2 separate regions of the Arachis hypogaea genome follow, and region 1 is linked to region 2. A link is a contact called in public Hi-C data. All regions are on one chromosome and are shown on one strand. Each heading gives the region's core, a stretch centred on a gene start, on an enhancer-like site or on the middle of the called end of the contact. The rest is flanking DNA. Distances are from core to core; before and after follow the strand shown. Region 1 holds the start of LOC112727215 (dolichyl-diphosphooligosaccharide--protein glycosyltransferase subunit 4A). Region 2 holds the start of LOC112727210.

Region 1 (7,087 bases), core at 4,525-7,024, 380 kb before region 2:
ATTACTACTTATTTTTCTTAATTTTCGCTTTTATTTTGAAATGAGAAAAAAATAAGGTGCATATTATGAGATCAATTTGCAACCCAATTACTCAATTATCTACATGATCGTCAAGCAATCGAATACATACTTATTCTCCAATTTGTAAAACTTAACAAATGCATTAGTAAGCATATTGGTTTAATTTTTTATTTAATATATTTGTTTATGTTATATTTATAATCATATTATATATATTTTTACGTATATATCTTTTTAAAAAATGTCCTTAGTATTAGCACATGATGTATTAAATAAATATTTTAAAAATAACTGTAACATGTGATAAAAATAAAAATTAAACCAAATAGATATTATAAATACAAACACAGGCACAACCCATTTAACTGAGCTCCAAACACAATTACAGCAAAGAACTCCCTAACCCACCGATTTAATTACTTCACCTACTTTCATAAATTGACCTAGCAATTCTCCTCTTTTCCTGACCAGGATCATGAATCTCATCATAATTGGGGGTCTAACTGTTACCTGTTACAACCAAGTCCACAAACAACTCTAAACCCAAATAAGTGAACAAACCTAGTGGCCACTCAATGACATAGAGAACAAACCTGTCGCGCCGTCATGTGCTCGCTATCGCCGCCTACCCATCGCGCCATCACATGTTTGCCATTAGAGTAGATTAATAAAAACGATTAATAACTACATTAGAGTAGATACACTTAACACCAGATTAAGAAAAAACGAACAATGCATGTCATATTACTTTTTTATTAATCAAATGATTATAATTCAAATTAATTTTAACAAAACAACTCAAAATTATAATTTTGATTTTATCACGCATGAGTTATTACGCTTGTATGTATTAATATTTGAGTACTTTATATACAGAAATATTAGGAGATCATTAGAATTTATTGTTTATGGTTATTATTTAACCATCAACTTAATTCTTTTAATCTAATTTCTTTAGTCTAATAATTTAATAACATACTTTATCTCATACTTTTAAATATTGATAACTAACTGATAAACAAAAATAATAAATTTTAATAATTATCTATCATTTTTCTTTTATATTCATATTAATAAGATATATTTGTATTAATATATTTATGCTAAATATATTGTTAAATAAAATATACAATATACATAAATAATCTTGTTATTTAAAAAATAAAAAAAATAAACTTGCACACTGCTAGATGAAAGATTCATTTTTTTTTAATTTTCTAACAATGCTTCTCATACATAACGAGAAGCTTTTTTATTCAATTTAAAAAAAAAAACGTATCTCGCCTACTGTGAGAAGGTGGAACCCACCACATGTTTCCATGTTCGAAAATAACACTAAAAAAAAAATATTCATATCCAAATTTTTTAACCTATTTTAACACTTGCATTTTGTTAATATTCAACACATGCTTTTTTTGGCATTTGTTAATTAAAAAAATCTAATATATAATTAATTAACAATATATTTTTTTATCTAAAGGTTAACAATGTTTAGAAAGTACTTTCATAAAAATTAATCTAAAAACTTTAAGACATTAAAAATGGTAAAAAAAAAAAAATCTGCAAAAACAAGTATTTGCGGAAAGTATCCACAAGAAAAATGTAAATGAAAATTCGCAAAATCTCTCAGAGACAAAGATCTATCGCAAAAATAAATGGGAATAGAAACAAGAGTATACATACATGTTTCATGTGAATCGTTAAATCTTCAGAGAGAATTTACTATAATGTTTTAATTTATGTTGGTATTTTATTATATTAGAAACTATTTTTATGTTTTTTTTAACATATATATTAAATTATATTTAGATTGTATTATATTGTATTAGATTAGGTAAAAATTCAAGTGAAATCGACTTCATGTGAAGTTGATATTTAAGAGCTGTTAGATAAAAATTTAGTCAAATCAATCAAATCATCTAACGGCTCTCAGATATCAATATCACGTGAAGTCGACTGCACCTGAGTTTCCACCGTTAGATTATATTATTATGTTTATTTTTTAAGTTTTTAATGAGAATATCCATAAATACTTGCGAATATTCATTTTTCTTGCAAAGGCTATTAAACAGTAATCTCTAACAAATAAAATAGAAATTGAAAATATTTTTTAAACGGAGTCGAAAAAAGAAAAAGCGTACCCAACTACTACCCACCCATGATACCCATTGCCATCCTACTGTGAGGATAATGTGACAATTCTCCAATTATGATTAAATTGGAGAATTTTGGACCAAGTCCATTAATCTGTGGGCACATAGTTTAGGGCAGCATAGCTGTAGTGTCTGAGTGACTTTCTAAAATTGAAGAAATTTTGCAACAAACTCGTACGGAAGGAACACTACTTTTACGTTTTAAATCATCACAACTATTGTTATTATTGACAATTTATTTATCTAGATATAAAAGAAATTGACATAATAAATTTAAAATAAAAGTAAAAAAGAAATGTATGTCTGCCATTGTTTGTATTTGTATATCATCAGTGTCTATATACTATGACCAATTACAATATATTTCATTTTATTAAAAATGGCTAGAGTATGTTTGAATAGAGAATTGTTGAATTTTTTTGAGAATTTGGAATATAAAGTAATTAAATTGAACTAATATAATTGCATTAATTTTAAAACTTTTACTTTGGATACAACATAATGACAAGATAAAGGAAACAAAAAAAAGAAAGATATATCTGTATTTTTCTTTCGTGGTAGGAAAGAATTTTGAAATTCCACTTAATTAAAAGAGATTTAAATTTTCCTTCTCTTTACTAACAAAATATCTAAATGCCTTGTGAAATTTTTTAAGAATTTTAAAAATGACAAAATATCCAAACAAATTATTTTCGCAAAAGAAATTTTAAATGCAATTTTAAATACTCTATATTGGATAGGTTTTTGAAAAAAATACTTATTTTTTTCATCTTTTTAAAAAAGAATTTTTTTTAACAGATAAAAATTATTTTACATTTGAATATACTTTTTAAAAAGTATTCAAGTATTAAAAACATTTTTGCTTCTACTTTTTTTTTTTTTAAATAAGGTATTGATAGCTTTTAGAAAAAACAAATAATTTGCTTTTCTTAATAAAAGTACTGCTATCAGACCGACTATACTTTATGATACAGAGTGTTGGACGGCTAAAGAAAAGCACAAACATAAGTCAAATGTGTCAGAGATGAAAATGTTGAAATTGATGAGTGGTCATACGTGATTGGATAGAATATGGAATGAAAATATAAAAAAAAGGATTGGAGTAGCACTTATTGTGAAAAAGATGGCAGAATCGCGTCTCAGGTAGTTTGGTAGTTTGTACATGTAAGAAGAAGACTGATAGAACAACCAGTCAGAAGGGTGGATAAGTTAGAAGATGAATAAAGGGTGAAAGGCAGAAAAAAAAACTAAAAAGACCATCCATGAAGTGATCAAACGAGATCTACATATAAACGATCTCTATGTAAACATAATACTTGATAGAACTCAATGATGTCATTTAATTCATTTAGCCGACCCACCTAGTGGGACAAAACTTTGTTGGTATTGTTGTTTTTCACTTAAACAAATCAATCCAAACCAACACTAAATAGAATAAGCCTGTCAGCACTTTTTTTCATGCAAGGGTTAGCTGCCCGTATAAATGTTAACTCGAACTTGATCCAATATTTTTACTGGACAATTTATTATTACTCCATCGAAGATGTGATTATAACCCTTTGAAGTATTATAACTCTTTCATTCCATCCAAAATCAAAACTCACATACATATATGATACATACCTTTCATAATTCAAATTCGGTCTAATGCATGCATTATTGAGATGCTTAGTCTCTATGATTTATGGTACATGTCTTTAACTTTTTCTAGCACATTCAGTGAATCATCATGACTCAAGACACTCAAAAAATTAGTAGATGAGGTGATATCACTGATATCCTTAAAGGCCAACAGAATCTTTATTGGAATTTGATTGATGTGAGACACAAACAAGATCTAGACTCAGCTAAAAACTACTAAGATTTTATGATCCCACAAATCATGCAAACTTTAACAAAATCAATTGTAAGATCAAAGATTAACTAACCAACCATGCAAAACAAGTATAAAATACATATTGAAATACAAAATATACATTGAAAACAAGTTAAATAAATATATATTTATACACATATTTTTGTGACTAATTTTGAAATGTACGTAGCATTTTTGTTAACCAAAACATACTGAGAACAAAATTTCCTGATATAACTATAGGAAAGCTATAGTGCAGAACATGCAAATGTTGCAAGAAAATACTTAACTTTAAATTATAAATATCATAATATGATGATAACAACGACCGAGTCTTATCCTCTAGGAACGAATGGCTATATAGATGAAATGATATCATAATATCATATTGTAAATGGAATAATTAATGTACAATAGTGCAGACACTTTCAGTGGGAAGAGATCTTCTCTATTTAATTTTTACTTGACAATGTAAAGTGGATCTCTCGATAAAAAATCTCTATAAAATTCATGGTAAAATATCACACGTAATATTGTCAAGTGAAAACTAAATTAACAGGATCTATTCCCATATCTGGGTGAGTCTGTGCCTCCATGCCCAACCACAAACACATCAGCATGTTTTCTTCCTCATCTTATTCTCCTCTTTAATTACTCCCTCAACTAAGATCCTCCTTCTATCTCTAGAACTAGAAGACACCTTCTCCACTTCCCTCTCCTAAACAAAATTTGAAACTCCATTGTGTTCCATATTCCAAAACCCTTTATTACTTTGCACATGACCTGCTGTGTTTCACTTTATTTTTATTAACTACAGAACAACATGTTTAGTGAGACTATGGGAGGCATACCAAAACTAAAGGATGTGCCTTACTATTTAACTAATAACTAGTGGACTGCATATATAGTATAAAAGCATTCTAAATTTCCAATTGAAGAAAATTAATCCAGCTCCATTATGTGATATGTGTACTGCCACGATAAAGTTCTAACACTTCTGATCTCAAAATAAAAGAGAAAAAATAAACCAAAATAATGTAAAAAAATAAAAAAATAAACACTAAACGAAACATCAAAAACTCTAAATGAAGAAACTTATATAAATCTCTAGTGTAACATTCACGGCATTTGACAAACGTCACATAATGAGCTGCCAACTTAACATAAGACTAAACTAAACTACTTTTTCCAATTTTAAAATCAGTTATCAAACTATAAAGGATAAATCTTATTAGGCTTCAAGAATGCTTGAGTAAAATAGGAAACAGAACTTAAGTATATCGCTAAAGCCAATTACTGGGGAAAGCCTTACCCTAAATTTGTTTATCAATATTATATTGCTCAAGCCATGATTGCACCAAATTCAGTAGCAGTGGAGCACATAATCTAGCAAATTCATCTACCACGGTTTCATTATCTTTTTTTATGATTTATGAAAGTTTCTTACTTGCAGAAACCTTGGAAGCTCAGATATATATATAACAAAAATTGTAGTGTCAATGAAGTCTTTGATAAGATATAGCAGTAAGCTCACATCACATGCTCAAAATGAAGTTCATTTCTATATCAACTTAACTTCCATTAGAAAAATAGCTAAGTCTACAACATGAAAATCACAACCACACAGTACCCTAGTTCCCTTCATACTTTGGATCAGCCATAACAAAATGGTAAGCTATCACCAGTACAAAGATGAAGATGCCAAGGAAATTGGCAAAGAAACCCAGATCTTGATCATCAATCATCTGTAGCAGGAAGCAAAAACAAATTCATGTCAATACCATGGTTTTGGGCATCAAAATAGATATCTTATTCTTTTCCAACTGAAAGCACGTACAATTTGAACTGTGAATCTCTTATACTGAACACTGAATTAAGGAAAAATTTAATTAATATTGATTCCTAAAACATGATCATATAGACCCCATCGATATATCAGAATTCAAAAATTAGAATCTTCTAACCTAACAAATCACACTAAATTATAACAAAATCAGAAAGCAAGTTGTTGCTTAGCAGTTTAAATCTACAATGCTCACGAACATTACAGTAAAATAAAATGATATTGTTTATGACATTCACATCTTCAGGCTTCAACCTAAATCACATTTGTGAAAAAAATCATTCTAATTAGTGTTTCATATGATTAATTAATCAAGCAATTGGCGCTAATTCTCTAACTACACATAACTCCATAACCAAAAAAAAAAATCAAGAACAAAAAATCAGCATACAAATTTGTGGCTCTTCGTTAACAAATTCCAAAAAGGAAAAAAGAAATCAAAATTAAAATCAAAGGAAGAAACGGTAACAAGTAACAAAACCAGATCTGAAACTTAACAGAGAAGCATAAAGCCAGAATGAATATTGGGATTCGGAATCGGCAATGTCAAAGACTAAAGAGGCCGAGTTTAATTGAAAACGAAAATTGGGGATAAGGTCACAGAGAAGACGTTGAAATTGAGAGGTAACCTTAGGATGCTGCAGATGGCTTCGGTCTCACTGTGTTGTGCTTCGTCAGTGTGTGCCAAACTCTGGTACCTTCTGCTAAGTGTTAACCCCAAAAACTCAATAATACCAATTACCAAACACGGAAATAAGACTACTAAGGGTGTGTTTGGTAAACATGTTTGAAGGAAAAAAGTACGTTAAAACTTTTTGAAAGCTTCAATTTTTTGTTTGGCTATTTTTTTTTTTACAAACGCAGAAGTGATTTTGTTCATAAAATTACGTTTACAAGAAGCAATAATTTCTAACTTCTCCGCTGCACTAACGTGCTTTTAGTCACTACCTTTAACATTTAATTTTTTTTTACCAACTTTATCCTTTATGTATATTATTGCATTATTTATAAAATTCTTATTATTTTTCTCTATATGAATTTTTTTTATTATTTATTATTTATATTTTTTATTAATTTTTTATTTGACATTATATATTTTTATAGTTATAATTTTTGTGTATTATATTTATTATTATCTTTTTATAATAAAATTTATTGATCTGTAAAATAAATTAAAAAAAATTAACCATAAATAATAATAATAATTAAAAATTA
Region 2 (6,497 bases), core at 344-2,843:
GGGATGGAACAAGCTCAATGCCATGAACACACTGAGGGTTAGAAAGCCCTCTATAATGCTTCCGCTGCATCCTGTGGGATCGAACAAAACCCTTGTCAACACTGAATGGGAACGGGCGCTCCCCTTGGCGAGAATGCCCATTCATGAAACTCCTCAACTGCATCTTACCCAGCGCGTTATCTGGCCTCTCCTTGAACACCCACATGTACATATTCTCCATGTCATGCTGAACCATGAAAACATCAAGCTTGAGATCAGACTTGTCAAACCCCGAAACACTGTTGCTGTCCCTAACAATTTTGGCCTTAGACTTATCACTCAAAGAGGGCTTAAAGTAGAAACTAAAGAAGAACCAAGCACCCCACATGCTGTCGACTCGCTTAGCACACTTTCTTCCGGCTGCTGCAGCTTTGGGCATGTTAAGAAAGCTCTCAGTCTCATAGCCTTGTGTGCCAAGACCAACATCCAAGACATCACAGGGGTCGGAGTTCCAAGAGGGCGGGGGAGGGCTGCGCTCAGCAGAGAGGGGCAGGTTGATATCTGGTGGACCTGAGAATATGATTTGGCGATTCATCTCCAAATCGAGTTCATCGTGAGAAGATGCACTTGAGTCCATTGACAAGAGCGTTGAGGGGTGGTGATTCTCCATTGACAAAGAAACAAGACAAGAAGAATCTCCCATGCTACCTCATCATTTCCCTGATGAGTTCTATTGCTGGTGTTGTGTTCATTTTTGCCATTCCCAAAAACAAATTCAACAAAACAACCTCATAAACACCTTCATCAGATCAATCACCACTATATATCCCCTCCATCAAACCCTAGATTTATAAAATTGCATTGACAGAAGGGGGAAAAAAAATCAACAAATCCAACCTATACAACAAAACAAATAAAAAAAATCTGTAATTTTTTTCTTTTCTTTCTTCCCTAAGAATAAATTAATTTGAACATATATCTAATAGCACAAACAGAGTGAACACACATATATCTTCTATACTTATGTATCTCTTCAATCTCAGCGAGAGAGGAAGAGATTTTAGGAAAACGCTATAGGAGAATTAAATTATGTATCCCTAATATTCTATACATCTCCTTAAATCCTCCAAAATCAGGTGAAAAACACTGAATCAAAACCATCAAATCCATGAAAACTAGAAACTGAGAGAGAGAGAGAGAGAGAGAGAGAGAGAGAGAAGACCGAAGAAGAAGAGAGAGATCGTCAAAAGGGTTTACCTTTTGGGATAAGCATCGGAGAATCGAGAAGAAGAGTAGCCTCCATAGCCGACGATGATGCTATCAACCATATCATCGACAACCATGTTGCCTACGCTCTCTCCCGCAATATTTTCCCTATTTTTTTTAATTAATCAAAATAATATTATTTTATTATTTCTTTTTTTGGGTGATAACTGATAAGAACCCTAATTCTTCGTCTTCTTGGTTAGACTCATCAAAAGGGAACAGGAAAAAAAATCTAAAAATTCAAAAATAAAACGAAAGAGAAAGAAAAAGAGTAATGGCTGGTTAGTGGTTATAACCGATAAGTATTAACTGATAAGCGAGTACACAGAGGGACAGAGGCGAGTGAGTACTGAGGACTGAGGAGTTTGCATTTATTTTTACTTTTTCTTCTCAAAGAAAAAGATTTATTCATTAAAAATAATCAAATTAAAAAATATATATATAAAAATGTTCACCGTATATATTTAATATTTATAAAAAAAATTAATTATAATGCTCCAATAAATTTTTTTTATCTAAATTTGATTATTTTACTTTGAATTGTTTGATTATTTTATAGTTGCTTATTTTATTTAAAATATTTATAAAATAATATGTATAAATTACACAAATATGTGACAGACTTATCAGAATTTTATTTTTGTATTCCTAAAATATTATTTTTTGAGTGTTTTCATTAAAAAAAGTTATCTCAAAAAATCATGATGCATTTTTCTTTTTCAACATTTTATTTGCTTCCTGAAAGTTCTCATATCCAATTTTGAGATCTCTTATATCAAAAGTTTAGATTTTTAAATTTTCTTTAGCTTAAAGTATATTTTGGATAATTTTTTAGAAATTTTGAGAAGTTCTTTATACATGGTCTTAAGTTCAGAAAAAAGAAAGATTAATTTCAAACATCATTATCTCCTAGTTTGACTCGTAGTTAGCTATAAAACATATGTTAGCTATGTCATCTAGATCTCTATTGTTTTTAACCAACTTGGGACACTCAAATTTGATGTGATTTTATCTACACAGTTTTAGTAAACAACATCCACTTTTGATTTATGCTTCTTATCGTCTCTAAGGTGGCTTCTACGTTATTTCAGCCAAGTTTTTTTGTTTGCTTTCTTTATGAAGGAGGCACATTCGTCCTTCTCCTTTTGATCTTTAGTACGAGAAACCATACTCAGATTCAACATCAGATTCATCTTTTATTAGCAAAGCTTTTTTCCTTTTGATTGTAGGGTCAAAGACTTTGTCTTTGGAGTGATCTATCCCAAGCTAACATCAAGCTCATATTGATGACTTTTGAGGGAACCAAACAATTCAAAAAACTTAAAATTTTCAGATATATGGCTCTCTTGATGATGGTAAGTATAGTATAAAACATAAAACTTCTGAAAATTTTATTACGAGTGAATTTTAATTTATTTTATTTATTAAAAATTTTAATTTTAAAAATTATTTTATTAAATATAATTAAATTAAGTTTTGATAAATTAAATTTAAATTAAATTATAATTTTTATTTAATTTTATAATTATTGAATAATTTTTATATTTAAAAATTAAATTTTTAGTAGTGGTAAAATAATAAAAATTTTATATAATTTAATTTGAATAATTGAGAGTTTTAGTTAATTTTACAAACCAAAAAAGATTAATTATATTATCATCAATTTTAAATTAAAGTACTTATTTAAAAACCAATTAATAAGTTGATAAATAAATAATGTTTTTGAAATAATTTATTTGGATTAAATTTGATTTTAAATTACTACTCTACCTTTCAATTTTATCAAAATACTTAAATTAATTCTAATTCCCAAATCAAACCAACATTAACCCTAATTTCAAACTCAGTCATTCTCCCCTAAACCTTAACACACACACCACACAGAAGAGAAAGGGGCTGCGAAAAAGAAGAGAAAGAAGAGAGGGAAAGGGAGAAGGGATAGTGCCGGTAGGGTTGGGAGTCGTTGCCGTTGAGCACGAAGAGAAGAGAGAGTTTCGCAAAGCAGAGGCATTGAGAGAGACAGAACCGTTGATATTCACATTCCAAGACTGTGTAATCAAATTATTAATCTCCTCATTGTCGCACCATCTATCTTGAAATCTAAATCTCCTTTTAGTGCTTGTTTTGACGACATTATTTTAATAAAAAAGATCTTTATTCAATGAAAAAATATCTTTTTTTTATTTTTTAGCGTGTTTGACAAATTTTTAGAAGTAAAAGTAAAAGTACTAGACAAATAAAAAAAACATCTTTGTTGAGAAGCTGTAATTTACATCTTTTTTTAAAAGATCTTTTTTTCTTAAAAAAAGATGTTTTTCATGTAATAAATAAATAAATAAGTACTTTTATATCGTTATACCCAAACATAATTGATAGATAAAAAGATCTTTTTATATGAAATATCCAAACATAAAATTACTTCTACTCTTTCATAAGATCTTTTAAAAAAAGATAACTAAAAAAAAATCTTTTCTTATCAGTTCACCCAAACAAGTCCTTAACCCTCTTACCCTCTTTTTTTGAACAAAGCATCAGCGGGCGATGATCCAAACCAGAATAATCTAAGTGTAAAAGGAAAGTTGTTGGAAACACTGATCTCCATACCATGATTGTCAATGTTCTTTCCAACCTCTCCTTAATTAAGTTTCTGCCGAATTGCATTTATTCCATGTGAATTTTTCACCTTCGAAACTAATGTCCACCAGATTCCCAGCATTTATAAAGTTGCTGGATAAATGTTATGGATTTTGGCCTTTCCCCTTCTTTCCATGATGAGCCCGAATAGCATTAAAATTCCCAATAACTACCTTCTCCTCACCACTTGCCTCCAAATTCTGCAATATCTTAATATACTGCGTCTCCCTAACTGCCTCTTTCGTTTGCATATGGACTCCAATTACCTTCCGCTTTGATTTAGAGTTATGATTTTCAGTCACAAAGTGGATAAAGAAAGTGTCATGTTCTACTATCCGGACAATCTCTTTATCTCTCCATGTCACCAATAACCCTGCTGCTTGCCTAATAGAATCAACAATAAACATTGAGTTAAAACCCACTCTCCTCAACACTACCTCTACAGTCGGGGTATTAGTCTTTGTCTTATACCTCGGAAGAATGGGATTTACAAATTCCTTTTATGTTATAAACTGAATGGAATTTTCTTAAACCCCCACAGTTTCACATTGTCATCTTCATTCCTCTCTGGATGTCAATTGTTGGGTGGCACCCTCCCACTTCATTGCTGCCTCCACTTCTTCTTGACATTGTTTGTTAATACTGGAACTCTTCCTTAATCCTCCTGACCTCCTTTTAACTCCGAGTATCAGTTTATTTGCTTGATTTTTTCTAGCACAACTTTTAAGATTCTACCTTGTTGATTCCATCATACCCGTCACTCCTCCGATTTCTTCAAAGATAAAAACACTCCACACACTATTAAGGTAGTTTGTGTCAATCTGCTTTCCTACTTTTCCTTCTTTAATCTCCTGTGCATCACTCTTACCTATCCCTCTCCCTTATTTTTTTCAATCAGTATATAATAGTACTAATTAACTAGATCTAGAAGAGAATGAGAGAGAGATAGAGGGGGGGGGACACAGAGCGGGGTAGAGTATGGGAACGACATCAACATTCGAAAGATCCTAGGGTTTGGAACAGAAAAGAATATTATCGACTGGAAAATGAGTCTTTCTCCATCTTTGTTGAAAATTTACCGGGAGATATCTCAAAGAAAGAATTATTTCACCCTTTCACCTGGACAGGAAGAATCAATGACATTTATCTTTCTCGTAAAGAGAAAAAAAGTATGATATATCTTTTTGCATTTATACGATACACGACCAAAGGAGGGGCACTGAAGGCGATAACGGAAATGGATCGCATGCGATTACGTGGGAAGATAATCTCAGTTCAAGAAGCGAAGTATAGAAGGCCAGTAAAGGAGAAGGTAAGAAGAATTCAGGCCGGAAGTGGCGAACAGACTGCGGTTGAGAATAGGCGGACTCAACGTGGGGACAATGTGCATACGGATACAGGTGAAGGAGTGACGATGAAGAATACGTCGAATAGGCACCCAAACGGTAATGGCTGGACGAAGAAAGTTGAAGTAACAGTTGCAGAAGAGAATATGGGTTGGCTAGCAAGAAGTTTAGTCGGGGGGACGACCATGGCCATAGATCTCAATGCACTGAAGAAGGCAGTTAGCAAGAATGTGCCTCAGGTTGTTCAAGTCCGGGAATTAGGAGCGTATAAGGCACTATTAACTTTTGACACTGTGGAGCATACGGAGGAGTATTATACATTCAAAATGAATAGTCTTCTGCAATTTTTTCATAGTGTTTGGAGATGGAAAGAATCGGAACGAAGTGAGACTAGAAGAGTATGGTTAGAATGTTTTGGAGTGCCACTGCATGTGTGGTCCGCAGAAACGTTCAAAAGGATAGGTGGGCAATGGGAGGAAGTGGTACGGTGTGATGAGGTGACGGAATCAGAATTATCATTCAGTTCCGGTAGAGTCCAAATCGATACTTGTATATTTGATGTTATTAGTTAATGGATTCACATAACGGTCGGTACTAGTGGATTCAATGTTTTTGTGAAGGAGGTGGGACGTGAAAAATGTGGAGCAGAGAGCATGATGGTAGGTAAAAATATGCAAACGATGAAGACCAACTATGATGTAAGTGGCAAAGGAATAAAGACGTTGACACCGATGTTTGATCCGGCGGCTGAATTGGTGGAAGGAGGGGTGAGGAATCACGGAGAAGATAAGGATAGAACAATAATTCATGATTTATTTTTGAATGACTGGAATCAGGCACATTTACTACCAATCAAGGAAAAAAGGTTACCTAATTTAAATGCATTAATGGATTTTGAAAGAGGCAAAGATTATGGAGATTCTAATTTTTTAACGGACGAGGACTCAGACAGAAACGTAACACAAGGAAATTTTATTTCAAAAGGAAGGATAAATGTGGGTGTAATAAAGGCTGGAAGAAGAATTTTAGTGGGCCACGGTAGTAATAAGGAGTGTGAAAATAAAAGCATGATGGGTGACATGGGTAATGTGGGCCTTAATGGTTGTGGGATCACAAATGATTATGTCCAACATAATTCTTTAGACGAAGGAATGAGCCTTGAATGGTGGGCTCAAGCTGGAGCGGGTCAGGAAAAAGCAATGCGGGTTGAAGTGGAACAAGCAGATGAAGAAAGAAGCACCGATAGGTTCTCTTCAAGAAGTAGCTCCTGCG

The links. A called contact is a pair of places that touch in the nucleus more often than the background predicts.
Region 1: a Hi-C map of leaf shows a contact between it and region 2, with 2.3 times the contacts expected there. The contact joins the promoter of LOC112727215 here to the promoter of LOC112727210 in region 2.

Annotation. Positions count from the first base shown.
Region 1 is chr12:27,040,574-27,047,660 of arahy.Tifrunner.gnm2.J5K5, reverse strand. LOC112727215 (dolichyl-diphosphooligosaccharide--protein glycosyltransferase subunit 4A) reads right to left here and starts at 5,774. Exons shown (of 1, transcript XM_025776882.2): 1 at 5,518-5,774. The coding sequence starts at 5,774. The coding sequence ends at 5,661.
Region 2 is chr12:26,658,196-26,664,692 of arahy.Tifrunner.gnm2.J5K5, reverse strand. LOC112727210 reads right to left here and starts at 1,593. Exons shown (of 2, transcript XM_025776878.3): 1 at 1,237-1,593; 2 at 1-821. The coding sequence starts at 682.